2 separate regions of the Sus scrofa genome follow, and region 1 is linked to region 2. A link is a contact called in public Hi-C data. All regions are on one chromosome and are shown on one strand. The core of a region is the stretch at or near the end of the contact, and the rest is flanking DNA. Distances in the headings are between cores, read along the strand shown. Region 1 has its middle 260 kb from the start of GATB. Region 2 has its middle 330 kb from the start of GATB.

Region 1 (6,735 bases), core at 4,107-6,606, 66 kb before region 2:
CCAGAGCCACAGCAACGCGGGATCCGAGCCGCGTCTGCAACCTACACCACAGCTCACGGCAACGCCGGATCGTTAACCCACTGAGCAAGGGCAGGGACCGAACCCGCAACCTCATGGTTCCTAGTTGGATTCGTTAACCACTGCGCCACGACGGGAACTCCCATTCTTTTTTTTTTAATACTCTTTTCCAAAGTGGTTTATCATAGGATATTGAATATAGTTCCTTGTGCTCTACAGAAGGGGCTGGCTTGTTTATCCATCCTCTGTACAATGGTTTGCCTCTGCTAATTCCACACCCCCAGTCCTTCCGTCTCCCTCCCCCTTGGCAACTGTTGCCTTCCCGTTTCCCCAGACTTGGCCATCTCCCCCAGGCCAGAATGCCCTCCCTGCCCACCCCCTCCCACTGCCACCTCCCCAGGTGAGGCTTCAGGGCTTGGCTCAAATCCCTTCTTTTTCTCAACGACTTCTAGAGCTCTCCAAGTTCGCGGAGCTCTCTGCTCTTCCAAAAGATTTATCCTTCGTATGGGTCAGTAAACCCTTGGAAAGATGGATTCTGTGTGAATGTTCCTGGGTGTGGTGCTTCTCCTTCTTCTAGTTTGCAAGCTTCTTGAGGCCAGACAGAACCTTCTATGGGAGAGGGGCTCTGTCAATACTGACCTTTAGTTGACATACTATGACGAGCTCCTATTTGTGAGTAAGACCAGTGTATGTATGAATGTCTCTCTCTCTCTCTGTCTCTTTCAATCTCACTCTTTCTCTCTCTCCCTCCCATCTATCTTATTTGGTCATTGCAACATCCCCATCAAGCAGTTATTGCCATGTTTATTTTGCACTTGAAGAAACTGAAGTTCAGAGAGAAAAAAAGACATGACCAAGACAAAACAGCTGAAAGAGGGCCCAGGATCACAGTTCAAGCTCATTTCTTAGGTCTGTGCACTAAACACATGGTTTCTAATAGTTCTGGGTATCCCTTTCAGGAAATATGTGTATCTTTGTTCATTATTTATAAGTTATATGTATCTACTGTAGTATCAAAACATTATGTACATTATATATAACTGAATCACTTTGCTGTTCAGCAGAAATTAACACATTATAAATCAACTATACTTTGATAAAATTTAAAACAAAACAAAAAATCTCAAGTATCAAATATTTCTTTTAGAAAACCATTACGTACATTATAAAACATATAATACAAAAGCACCTAAAAGCATAATGTAAACTCAAGGCTACATCATGGTCTTTAAATACCATTTCTCATTAAAAGAAACCAGTTCCTTGGAGAGGTGGGGGAAGTGAGTTTTGAACATGTTGCCATAGCAGAAACCAATGAAGCTATTAGATATTACTGGGGTCATGTCAAAAGAATCAAGAACCAACTCAGCTAGGTTCCTTTGGCAAAAACTGGAACACTTTTGGTTAAACCACATTATATATATATATATACATATATATATATATATATATATATATATATATATTTAAAATTCACATGTTCATAATAATACTAAAAATATACCCTGCTGATCACTTTGGAGAATACTAGGTGATCAACTTAATATTTTGAAAAGTGGTTTTTTTAAAAAAGAAGCATCGATCCCACCTTTCTGAAGAACTGTGCCTCAGGGTTAGCAAATAGCTAATGAGAACATTCTCTTTGCAGAAGCACCCCAGCTAATAAATGAAGACAGACAGAGAGAATTAGAACACCACACTTTGTAACCACCAGTGAACTAAAGGATTTGGCAATGATCGTCAAAAACTGCTGATATCACAAAAAAAAGAGAGCGACAACCAAATATTATGTTCTCCCAATGGATGTCCATAATATCATCTACAAAATGTTCTTGCCAAAATAGTTAATTTGAGCCTGAGGAAGCCTCTTGATTTTTCATTTACAGGCAACCCAAGGGATGGAGGCCCATGATAAATGATACGATAGTAACGTGATCAGCAAAACCCAGCCAGGAAACGATGAGTCAGGAAAAACAACCAAGTTCTTGAAGGACCAAAAAACTGCAAAATGAGATAATAAGAGATTGAAAGACGGGAATCGATAGATGCAAAGGGATGAACTTAAGGGATCTGTTTATCCATGACAATGTGAGGAGTTTGTTTGGATTCCAATTTAAACTATAAAAATATTTATAGGACCACTGAGGAAATGTGAGCACTGTTTGGATAGGTGGTTCTACTGAGGAACTATTGCTGGCGCTTTTGGAGTACAATGATGGCATCGTGGTCACGTCTTTCAAGAGGGAGGATTTGTTCTTTATAGACTTGTTTTTTAGGCCTCTGGATGGTGGCGTTGGTAGCTGTAATGATAAGTGTCCAGCAGAACACCAAGTATTGGTTATCACTTCCCGGGAACAGACCACTGTGCCTGGGTTTCCAGTCCCAGAGGAGAACGCCTTACACAGAGAAGAAATAGCATGGCCTCAGGTCTCTCCCAGCAGCCAGTGCAGGGCAGTTCCCCCACACGTACGCCTTTCAGGGTGGAAGGACCCCAACTCCTCTTCCATGGAGAGGCTGACGTACTGAAGGCTGGGAACGTGCCGGGGGGGGGGGGGGGGGGGGGGGGAGGGGGCAGCACTGTGCTCACTCCGGCAGAACAAAGGAGGACTCGGGGAGCCTGAAACAGGGAAAGCTATTCCCACATAAGGTGATAAGCCCATTGTGGCACAGTGGAAACAAATCTGACTGGTATCCATGAGGATGCGCCTTTGATCCATGGCCTCAGTCAGTGGGCTGGGGATCCGGCGCTGCAATGAGTTGTGGTGTAGGTCACAGACGAGGCTCAGATTGGGCGTTGCTGTGGCTGTGGTGTAGGCTGGCAGATGTAATTCTGATTCGACCCCTAGCCTGGGGACTTCCAGATGCCGTGGGTGTGGCCCTAAAAAGCAAAATATATAAAATAAGATAAAATAAAATAAAATAAATAAATATTAAGAAGTCTTGGAGTTCTGTGACGGCTCAGTGGTTTAAGGATACAGCATTGTCAATGCTGTGATTCTGGTGATGGCTGTGGCATGGGTTTGACCCCGACCCCGGAATTTCTGCATGCTGTGGGCACAGACAAAAAAAAAGTCTTAATACTTTCTTGACATCCAGTGGATTGTTTGGGGAGAGCATCCTCTGGGGGTGACCCCCCCCTTGGGAGACCACTGCTCTCGTCGACTGCGCAGTGTCCCCTCTCAACCCAGGACCCTCAGGAGACATGACTGTCAGAGGGGTCTCCTCCAGCCAGGAGCCAAGGTCTGCACCCCAACGCAAAGCCTTCAGAGGCAGAGACAAGACAGGCCACCTTGCCAATCCAGTGGTACTTCCTGCCTTGTCACTGGGAATTCCTTTGCTCTGTGGAACCTGAGTCCCTTTCATAACAATGGAAGGAACTTGCCTTTCAAGATCCCTTCAGAAGGAAAATTTTGCATTGTTTAAAAAAAAAAAAAATCCACTGTTTAAGAAAATGGAAAAAGACAGAATTCTCCTTCAAGAAATAACAACGCTGCCAGCTTACTCCGGGTGTGAAATAATGCCCTTGGCAATGAGATTGGGGTGTTCTATCATCATCTCAATAAACTTTCTCTCCCCTGGGTAACATTTTATAGTTACTGCTTCTACGCCCCATTGGCACAGACATAATTTATTATTTGTTTACATGTTTCACTTACCCTGCTAAGGTGGGAGCCCAGTGATGAATTTTTACTGTGTGTGCCTCTGTACGTGTGTGTGTGCATGCACGAGGGCTTGCACACACATTGACAGACTGCTCAAAGAGAGCTGACAGGTTCTGAGCCTTCTACTTCTCATCGCTCAAGTGGCCTTCCCAGGAACCGGCACCTCCATGTGCTCTTGGCTTAGATCAAACATGTCCTTGTGTCCTCACAGTTCCTTCTTCTGATTTCCATGCTGCTGCTGGCTGCCTGTGATCACTCACCTTCCACACTCACTCCTTTGACTCACCCTCCTGGATAAAGATGCAATTCCTCCCATTTCTGGGCAGAACACCGTTTTGCACAGTACTTTTCTCAGGAGAGTTGTGTGAAGGAAATAAAGCAGCGGTTAACTCCATCTGAGACCCAGCAAGGTCAAGGGTGTATGCAAGTTCAAACAGCAAGAGTCAAATTCTGCCCTGGCCAGCTCTGATGGGAGAAAAATGACCAGCTCACCCACTCAAGCGAGTCATAAAGTCCTCAAGTTCTTCACTATTGAAAGATGGAGATGTTCATACCTAACTGCACAAGATTTTTTTTCTTAAACAATAGATTATTGAAAAGGCTCAGCAGAGTGACTGGCGTGTCATAACGGTGTGATAAATGTTACCAATGCTAGTGGTCTTTTCCAAATAGTGTGTTCTGGAACCTTGTAATAACAACAACAATAATAGGTAACTTAAATAACAATAATAAGACTAGGTGACTTACTACATACCAGACACCATTTGAAGCCCTTTTCATGAATTGCCCCATGCAGTCCTCACGACAGACCTATCAGTAGGTATCATTATCATGCCTGTAGTATGATTAACAGACAGAGAGGTTGTGAGGTTTCAGTGACTTGATAATTTCCTTGCCTTTAATAAGCGAATTAGTCCAGGAGCTCCCGTGGTGACACAGCAGAAACAAATCTGACTAGTATCCATGTGGATGAGGGTTTGATCCCTGGCCTCGCTCAGTGGGTTAAGGATCTGGCGTTGCTGTGAGCTGTGGTGTAGGTCACAGACGTGCCTTGGATCTGGCACTGCTGTGGTTGTGGTGGAAGCCGGCAGCTGTAGCTCCCATTTGACCCCTAGCCTGGGAACTGCCATGTGCCCAGGGTGCAGCTCTAAAAAGACCAAAAAAAAAAAAAAAAAAAAAAAAAAAAAAAAAAAAAAAAAGTGACAGAGAGAATTAGCCCACACATGAAGTATTTCCTTGCTCTGGCATCAGTCCAGATGCACGGAACTGTGACTGCCAGGGGATCTGCAAACCCCCAGACCAGGGCTTGCTCAGATGGATGTCACCATCTCTGGGGCATCCGCTCCCCAACTTCCCCCTCTGTGCGTGATATTCCCAATCTTATATCTCAGGGGTTCCTCTGGTGAGGAAAGTGAGGCTTAGAAGGGGTAACGACCCACCAAGATCTCCATGGAGGGCTCCGAGGGTCCCCTCCATGTCCTTGGATGCTGCAGGAGCTCAAAGAGCCGAGCTGCCTGCAGCGGCCCCCACGGCTTTGGGAGGCCTGGAGCACTGGCACCTGCGGCTGACCGCGTCGGAGCCGGAGGACAGTGACATTCAGTAGGGGGCACCCGAGAGCCCAGATGGCCGGGAGCAGCCCTCCCTCCAGGCCCCGCCGCCGACCGGGAAGGACTTGGAATTTAATCCTCCGCATTCCATTCTGGGTTCCTGTGACATAATAAAGCCCTAGGAGGGATCTCGAGTGACTCGTCAGCAGAACCCGCAGCGGGATTTTCTATAGATAGCCAGGGCGTGTCTCGAGCTTCGTCCGCGCTGCGGGAGGAAGGTTCTTTTCTGCCTGGGCTGGGCAGTACTGTGGGCGGCAGGTGGGAGGCTTCGGGGACCCGCCAGGCCCTGGGGCCCCGGGGGACTTGGTCAGGCAGCAGGGGAGGGGGCCCCCCAGAGATCCCAGGCCAGGCCCGGGAATTCCAACTATGGCGTTTTGGAGAAAACTATTTAGTTATTTGCCCTCACTGACCTCAATCCATGTTGGGACTGCGGCTGCAATGAGATGTCCCAAATACTGAGCCTCAAGCAGCCTTTGATGCTGGCTCTGAAAAGATTCCGTGGCCTGAGCCAGGCTCTCATGGGCGAGAGAGGCGTGTTTGGAATGTGGGTGTGCGGTGTTGTGATTGGAGGTTTGGGGTTTCAGAGTTCCTTAATTTGCATGGCCATGCAGCAGGGTTATTACTGTTCACAATAGAGGGTTGGAATTTGAAACTCTGTTTACTTTTCCAGATGCCAAACAGGCAGCATTCCTATCAAGAATGTCCTGTAAAGACCAGCATGATAGTATAGAATCCTATTAGTGTGTGTGGGTGTATGTATATATATATGTGTATATATATATATACACATATACATATATATATATTTTTTCATCTTGACTGCTGGTGGAGAGGAATTCTCAGAAGCCATGCATATATTTTACATAAAATAATAGCTAAGCTGCCAAGGGCTTTAATGATATAATTTCATCTTGGGATTCTGCGCTCTTTGGTTTATGCTGCCTGCCATCAGAACCCTGAGACAGAATTAATTCATGTAACTGGGACAAGCCCAATTGCTGTGTTGCCATTCCACTTATAAGTGAACTCAACTATTTTAATTGCCCAAACATTTGGTGGGTAGGGTATGAGGTGGAGAGAAGTATGTCAGATGTATTCATTAGCTGCAGAATAAATTCCTCAGAGGCAATACACTGTTGTTGTTCAAAATAAGAACATTCTGGTCTAATAGCTTGGGTTTGCATCCTGACTTGGGCCTAAAATTGTGAAAACCTGGGAGTTCCCTGGTGGCTCAGTGGGTTAAGGACCTGACATTGTCACTGCTTGTTGTTCTGGTTACTGCTGTTTCTCAGGTTCCATCCCTGGCCCAGGAAATTCTGCAGGCCATGGGCACAGCCAAATGAAACAAAAGCTGTGAAAACTTGAGTTAGTGATCATCCCTGAGCCTCCATTTACTCGTTTGGGATACTGGTTGCCTGCTTCTCAGGGTTGTTGAGAGGATTCAGTGC
Region 2 (6,709 bases), core at 693-3,192:
AGCTTCACTGCCTCCACCCCATGCTCTCTCTTTACTATCCCCTTAGCTCTGAGGCCTCACCTGGCACCTCTACACAGATAATCCTCAAATCCAATCTTTCTTGTCAACATCCACGCTGATACCACCCCAGGAGGTTTATCAACCCAGGCGCCACTCCTAGACACCGGATGTCTCAGGCTCCACTGTCCTTTTCTGCTCTAGATCTGTCCCTCTCAATGCCACCAGCACCCTTCCAGCATCTACCCTCCAAGTTCAGTGTCATGTCTTCTCTTTCCATGGCCTCACCCCCCACATCCAACCAGGTGCAAATCCCCTTTTGGCAATGTCTCTTGCCAGCCCCGTCCAGTGCTTATTTTCCACTCTTTTCCAAGCCATTGCCAAAACCTCCTCACGAATCTATCCCCACCTCTCCTCACCCCTCCCTGTAATCTACCTTGTGGGCTTCCCCAAGGGGACTTTTCTTAAAGTCCAATCAAGAAGGCAGACTCTTGTCCTCCCCTGCTCTATAACCTTCCATGGCTCCCACTGTTGTCAGTAAATATTCCCAGCGTCTAGGCCTGGCATTCCATGCTTTCTAATTCAAGGCTCTCCAGATCCACTTCTCAGCCATCAAATTTAGGACACATTTCTGCAATTCAACTCAAAATCCCACTCCCATCTGAATTCTTGGTGTCTTTTATCTCTGGGCTTCTGCTCAAGCTGAACTGTTCTCATGCAATGCCTTTTCCTTTTATTTGCCTTCATCAAACTCCTACCTTCCCTTCAAGGCTCATCTCAAATGCCACTTCTTCCCTGAAGTCTCCCTGGATTTCACCAGTCTGTACCCCCTGGGTTCACTGTGTTTCTCCCACCACCCTCATCACACCCAGCCTCACGTCATGGCATTTTCAGCCTGTGTCTCCTTGCTCCCACTAGTGCCCTTTAGACAGGGATTTTATCTTCCCAGAAGAGTTATTTGCTCACAGTTGATATTTGTGGAGTTGAGCCATTAGGCTAGATAACCATATACTTCTTTACGTCTCCCTGTTTGAAAACACACGTCCAGAGCAGATTAGCACAGGGTCTGCATCAAAGACAAGAATATGGAAGTATGTCCTGCTCACATCATTTTTTTGAGTGTACATCAAAAAAAGCAGATCAAAACCCAGTTCTTGAGTGACTAGGACCATTGCTGGATAGACTTTAATTAATCTTACAGAAAATATTCAGGGGACTTAAAGGAGCCTGGGAAAGGAGGAGGGGGCCGGCGAGAGGGAGCCAGAGCCACTGCTGTCAAGAAATGCTTTCTTCCTGTAACCGTGTCCCCTGGGGGCTGGGCCAGTGCCTCCGCTTAATCTCCTTCTCTGTGGTCACTCAGGATATGACTATTGGCATCAGATGCAAGCCCGTGTTTCTGTTCCATTAATCTGAGAGAGGCTGAGAGACTGGAAAGGGAGCTGCCAGGGTACTGCTGTGTTGGTTAGTCACCACCTCAAAGAGGAGCAGGAGAGACGGGGAGAAGAAGGATCTGACAGATGGGCGGGGGGAGGCTGACGGAAGCGAACGGAGATGAGAAAACCACGCAGAGAACAAGTTCCTGGAGCCGGTTGCCCGATCCCTTTCAGCTGTTACAGGATGGGGCCTGGAGGAGGAATAAACACACACACACACACACACACACACACACACACACACACACACACACACACACACACACATGCAGGCACCCCCCACCACCCACAAAGCAACCGATGGATGCAGAGCTTCTGCACCTTAGGGTCTGCCAACCAGCCTGACTCCCCTTGGTGGGTGTTATTGCTCTGGGTGTAACATGAACCTGTCTCACACCCGTCTCCCCCTCCTCCCCCCACCCCCGCCCCGCAACCTGGGACCTGCAGGCAGTAATGAAGACGTCAACAGCTGAAACTCAATGTCAGATGGCAGTGGTGACATCTGAATGCCGTAATTTGTGGCTCAGCATATCTTGTTCCAGGTATGGGAGCTGCACAAACGCTCCACCGCCCTGTCTTTGCTGCGCAGCATCGCAGCTTGGCTTGGAGGGCGGCCAGGCGATCTTGGCCTCGTCAACAGCTTTCAGCAGTAGAAAGCTCAGGAATCCTGGCCCCTGCCGTCTGATGGGGAAACAGGGGACCAGAGGAGCCTTCAACACACACCTTATTCCTGCAGTGTGGGCCCTTCAAGGACCCCTTCCCCTTCCGTCCCATCAAGGTATCCTGACATTTCGAAGGGTGGCTGGAAAGAGCCAGTTGTAGCCAAGTCACGGCTTGGGGGGGGCGGGGGGGGGCTCTGGAAAGCTTCTCCTTTAGAGAGACAGCAGCCTCTTAACCTGTGAATGCTCCATCCTTCTTTCCTCCTCCTCCTCCTCATTTGTCACCTTTCTAGAACCTCAGCAGTGTCAAGAGGCACTTTCTCAAAGTACAGACCTTCCAACTACTGGTCACACCTGCCCATCTTGCTGGTTAACCCGGCGGTTCAACAGAACCAACGCCTGAGGAAAGTCTACACGTGCAAAGGCGGAGGGGCTTCCTGGAGCCAGCAGGGTTCTGCTTAAACCCGAGCAAGCGGGGAAGTTGGGAATGGTGGACAGGCTGGCCTTTCCCCCACCTCATCCTCCCGGCTGGGCCGCCACTCCGCAGCCTGAGAACATCTGTTGCCCCCTTCATCCTTCCTGCTGGGCCCGCGGTGTGGGCGGAGAGGATAAAGTGACTGTTAACAAAAGGGGCCTTCACTCCTGGCCAGGGACCCTGAAAACACAGGCTGTTCCACAGTTGATGCTGATGAAAATGCCACTCTGGTGGCTTTGGGACCCTTTCACATGAACTGAGGGTTTGCCTCAAGGAGCAGGCTGGAGCTTCACCTGGGGTTTGGAGACCATGGCATGTGTGGCACCCATGTGGCACCCACACTGGCAAATCACAGGTCACCAGGGCATCAGAGGTCTCCCTGAACTCCCCATGTCCGGGTACCACGGAGGCCAGGATGGGCGGAACTCACCTCCCATCAGACACTGGTCAGAAGGCAGCCTGCAAGCGTTAGTGAGGGGAGCAGGGCTGAGCCCAGAGCTGCAACCCCTGGGAGGTCAGTCCTTTTGCAGAGGGGTTATCAGACCCTGAGCCCTTTGCGGCCCATTTTCCCACCCAGAAAACAGCACACAATCTTTACTGTCTCTAGACATCGGATCACTTGGGGAACTGGTTTGGTTTTTCACTTTCTATTATAAACAGTTTAGATTTCTTTCAGATTTATATTTCATTAGGGTATAATTTATATACAGCAAAATTCACTCTTTTTAATATACAGCTCTATCAGGTTTTTTTGTTTGTTTGTTTGTTTGCCTTTTTAGGACCGTATCCACAGCATATGGAGGTACCCAGGCTAGGGGTCGAATTGGAGCTGCAGCTGCCAGCCTACGCTACAGCCACAGCAATGTGGGATCCAAGCTGCCTCTGTGACCTACACCAAGGCTCACAACAACACGGGGTCCCCAACCCACTGAGCGAGGCGAGGCCAGGGATAGAACTTGCATCCTCATGGATACTAGTCAGATTCATTTCTTTTGCACCACAACAGGAACTCCCAGTTTCAACAAATATGTCTATGTAACTATCACCACAATCAAGGCATAAAATATTTCCATCGCTACCCTAAACCCTTTGTAGTCAACCCTGATGGCTCAGCCCCAGCCCCGGACAATCATCGATCTGATGTGTCTACATAATCTGGCTTTTCCAGAATGTCATGGAGCTGGAATCGTACAGTACATAGCCATTCAGACCTGACTTTCGAGTAGCATGATTCACTTCAAATAGACACAAGCTGCACCTATCCGAAGTTTGTTCCTCTGTATTGCTGAGAAGTATTCCAGTGCAAGGATGTGCCATAGTTTCTTTATCCATTAAATAAATGTTGAAGGACATTTGGGTTATTTCTAATTTTTTGGTGACTATTAATAAAATTGCTATAAACATTCAAATGCTGGTTTTGTGTGATCATGAGTTTAGGTTTTTCTCTTAATTAATACCTAAGAGTTGGGTCCTCTAGTATGGATATATTTACCTTTATAAGAAATTGTCAGTTTTCCAGAAACAGTTAACCATTTCATTCCTACCAGCCGCGTAGAAAGTTCCAGCTGTTTCACGTACACACCAGCACTTATTATCATGGGGTTTTCTTTTCTTTTGGCCATTCTAATAGATATGTAGTTGTAGCTCATTGTGGTTTTTATTTGCATGACCTATGACCAGTGATATTGTGTATCTTTTCACATGCTTATTGTCCATCCATATAGCTTCTTCGGTGACATATTACAGATTTTTGCCCATGTTTTATGAAGTTTGTTTGAGTCCTTATAATCGAATTGTAAAAAATGAAAACAGTTCTCCTCTTTTCAACCGAGATGTCATTGACATATAACATTGCATTAGTCTCAGGTGCAAAACAATGATTCATTATATGTATATAATATGTATATGCTGCAAAATGATCACCACAACCAGTCTAGTTGACATTCACATTCTAACATCTATATATTCTCTATATAAGCCATTTATCAGCTATGTGCTTTGCAAATATTTTATCACAGTCTGTGGGTTTTTTTTTTTAATTTTCATAACACTATCTTCCAAAGAGCAAAGTTCTCAGTTTTGCCATATTCAGTTTATCAATTGGATTGTTTTTAGCTTTAGTATCTAAGAATTTATTGCTTAAATCAAGCCCACAAAGATTTTTCTCTTATGTTATCTTCTATAAGCATTATAGACGTATGGGTTCATGTTATTATTGCTATGATAGTAATTATTATTATTGTTGTTGTTATATAGGTGTCTAATTCTTCCAGCATTAGTCATTGAAAGTCATCTTTCTCCATTGGATTGCCTTTATGATTTTGTTGAAAGTCAATTTAAAATATATTTGTGGTTCTATTTTTAGGCTCTTTATTCAGTTGATCTATGTGTTTATCCTTTCACCAATACAAGAATATCTTCATTATTGTAGCTTTATGATAAGTCTTGAACTAGGTAGCCTGGCTTCTCAAACTTTTTTAATTGGCTTGGCTGTTCTAGTTTCCATATACATTTTAAAAGCAGCTTATTGATATCTACTAAAAAATCTTACTGAGATTTTACTTGGGATTGCACTGAATCTGTAGATCACTTTGGGGAAAATTGCCATCTTAACAATATTGAAACTTCCAATCCATAAGCATAGTATCTCTCTCCATCTATTTAGGTCTTATTTGATTTCTTTCATCAAAGTTTTATCATTTTCAGAATACAGATCATGAACGTAATTTTTTATTTTTCATTTTTTTTATAATTTTTTTTTATTTTCCCACTGTACAGCAAGGGGGTCAGGTTATCCTTACATGTATACATTACAATTACATTTTTCCCCCACCCTTTCTTCTGTTGCAACATGAGTATCTAGACAAAGTTCTCAATGCTATTCAGCAGGATCTTCTTGTAAATCTATTCTAAGTTGTGTCTGATAAGCCCAAGCTCCCGATCCCTCCCACTCCCTCCCCCTCCCCCTATTTTTCATTTTTTAAAATTTATTTATATTTTTGTCTTTTTGCCTTTTCTAAGGCCATTCCCACGGCATATGGAGGTTCCCAGGCTAGGGGTCGAATCGGAGCTGTAGCCGCCGGCCTATGCCACAGCCATAGCAACGCAGGGTCCGAGCCGTGTCTGCAACCTATACCACAGCTCACGGCAATGCTGAATCCTTAACCCACTGAACAAGGCCAAGGATCGAACCTGCAACCTCATGGTTCCTAGTCAGATTCATTAACCACTGCACCACAAGGGGAACTCCGCATGTAATTTTTTAGATAGTAACCTACATAGTGTTTTAAGGTGCTATTGTAAATGGCGCTTTATTTTAAATGGTGTCTATTTATTTAATTTCAATTTACAAATATCCATTGTTAGTGTACAGAAATATAATTGCCTTGGGTATATTGATGTTATAGCTTTCATCCTTACTGACCTTACTAATTCTAGTAGCTATTTTGTAGATTCTTTGGTATTTTCTATATGGACTATTATGATATTTACAAATGGAGACAGTTTTAATTCTTCCTTTCCAAACTGTATGCCATTTTTTTCTTTTTCTTGCTTTCTTTTTTCTTTCTTTCTTTCTTTTTTCACTGTCTAGGACTTCCAGGACAATTTTGAGTGGTGAGAATGAATATCCTTACCTTGTTCCCAAACTAGGGGGAAATTATTTAGTCACTTATTGAATGCGATGTCAGCTGTAGGTTTTTTGTAGATGCCCTTTATCAGATTGAGAAGCCCATTCTTAGTTTTCTGAGAATAGATGATAGATGGATACATAGATAGATAGATAGATGATAGATAGATAGGGAATAGGCTGAATTTCATTAAATGCTTTTTCTGTATCTATTGAAATGGGCATATAGTTTTCTTCCTTAATCTATTTATGTGGTAAATTACACTGAACATTTTTTTTTTTTTGTCTTTTTGACTTTTCTAGGGTCCCTCCTGCTGCACATGGAGGTTCCCAGGCTAGGGGTCCAATCGGAGCTGTAGCCACCGGGCTAGGCCAGGGCCACTGCAACGCGGGATCCGAGCCGCATCTGCGACCTACACCACAGCCCATGTCAACGCCGGATCCTCAACCCACTGAGCAAGGCCAGGGATCGAACCTGCAACCTCATGGCTCCTAATCAGATTTGTTTGTTTTTTTT

What was found. A called contact is a pair of places that touch in the nucleus more often than the background predicts.
Region 1: a contact with region 2 is called in a Hi-C map of heart right ventricle, with 2.9 times the contacts expected there. The contact joins two enhancer-like sites. A contact is called at or near these places in 2 of 47 Hi-C or Micro-C datasets (embryonic fibroblasts and heart right ventricle).

What each region holds. Positions count from the first base shown.
Region 1 is chr8:76,956,047-76,962,781 of Sscrofa11.1, reverse strand. No RefSeq gene overlaps it. Among named protein-coding and RNA genes, the nearest start is that of GATB, 260 kb to the left of the region's middle. Within about 2 kb of position 5,356, at least 63 of the 83 cell types and tissues checked have an H3K27ac peak or open chromatin away from gene starts, as enhancers often do.
Region 2 is chr8:76,886,179-76,892,887 of Sscrofa11.1, reverse strand. No RefSeq gene overlaps it. Among named protein-coding and RNA genes, the nearest start is that of GATB, 330 kb to the left of the region's middle. Within about 2 kb of position 1,942, at least 7 of the 83 cell types and tissues checked have an H3K27ac peak or open chromatin away from gene starts, as enhancers often do.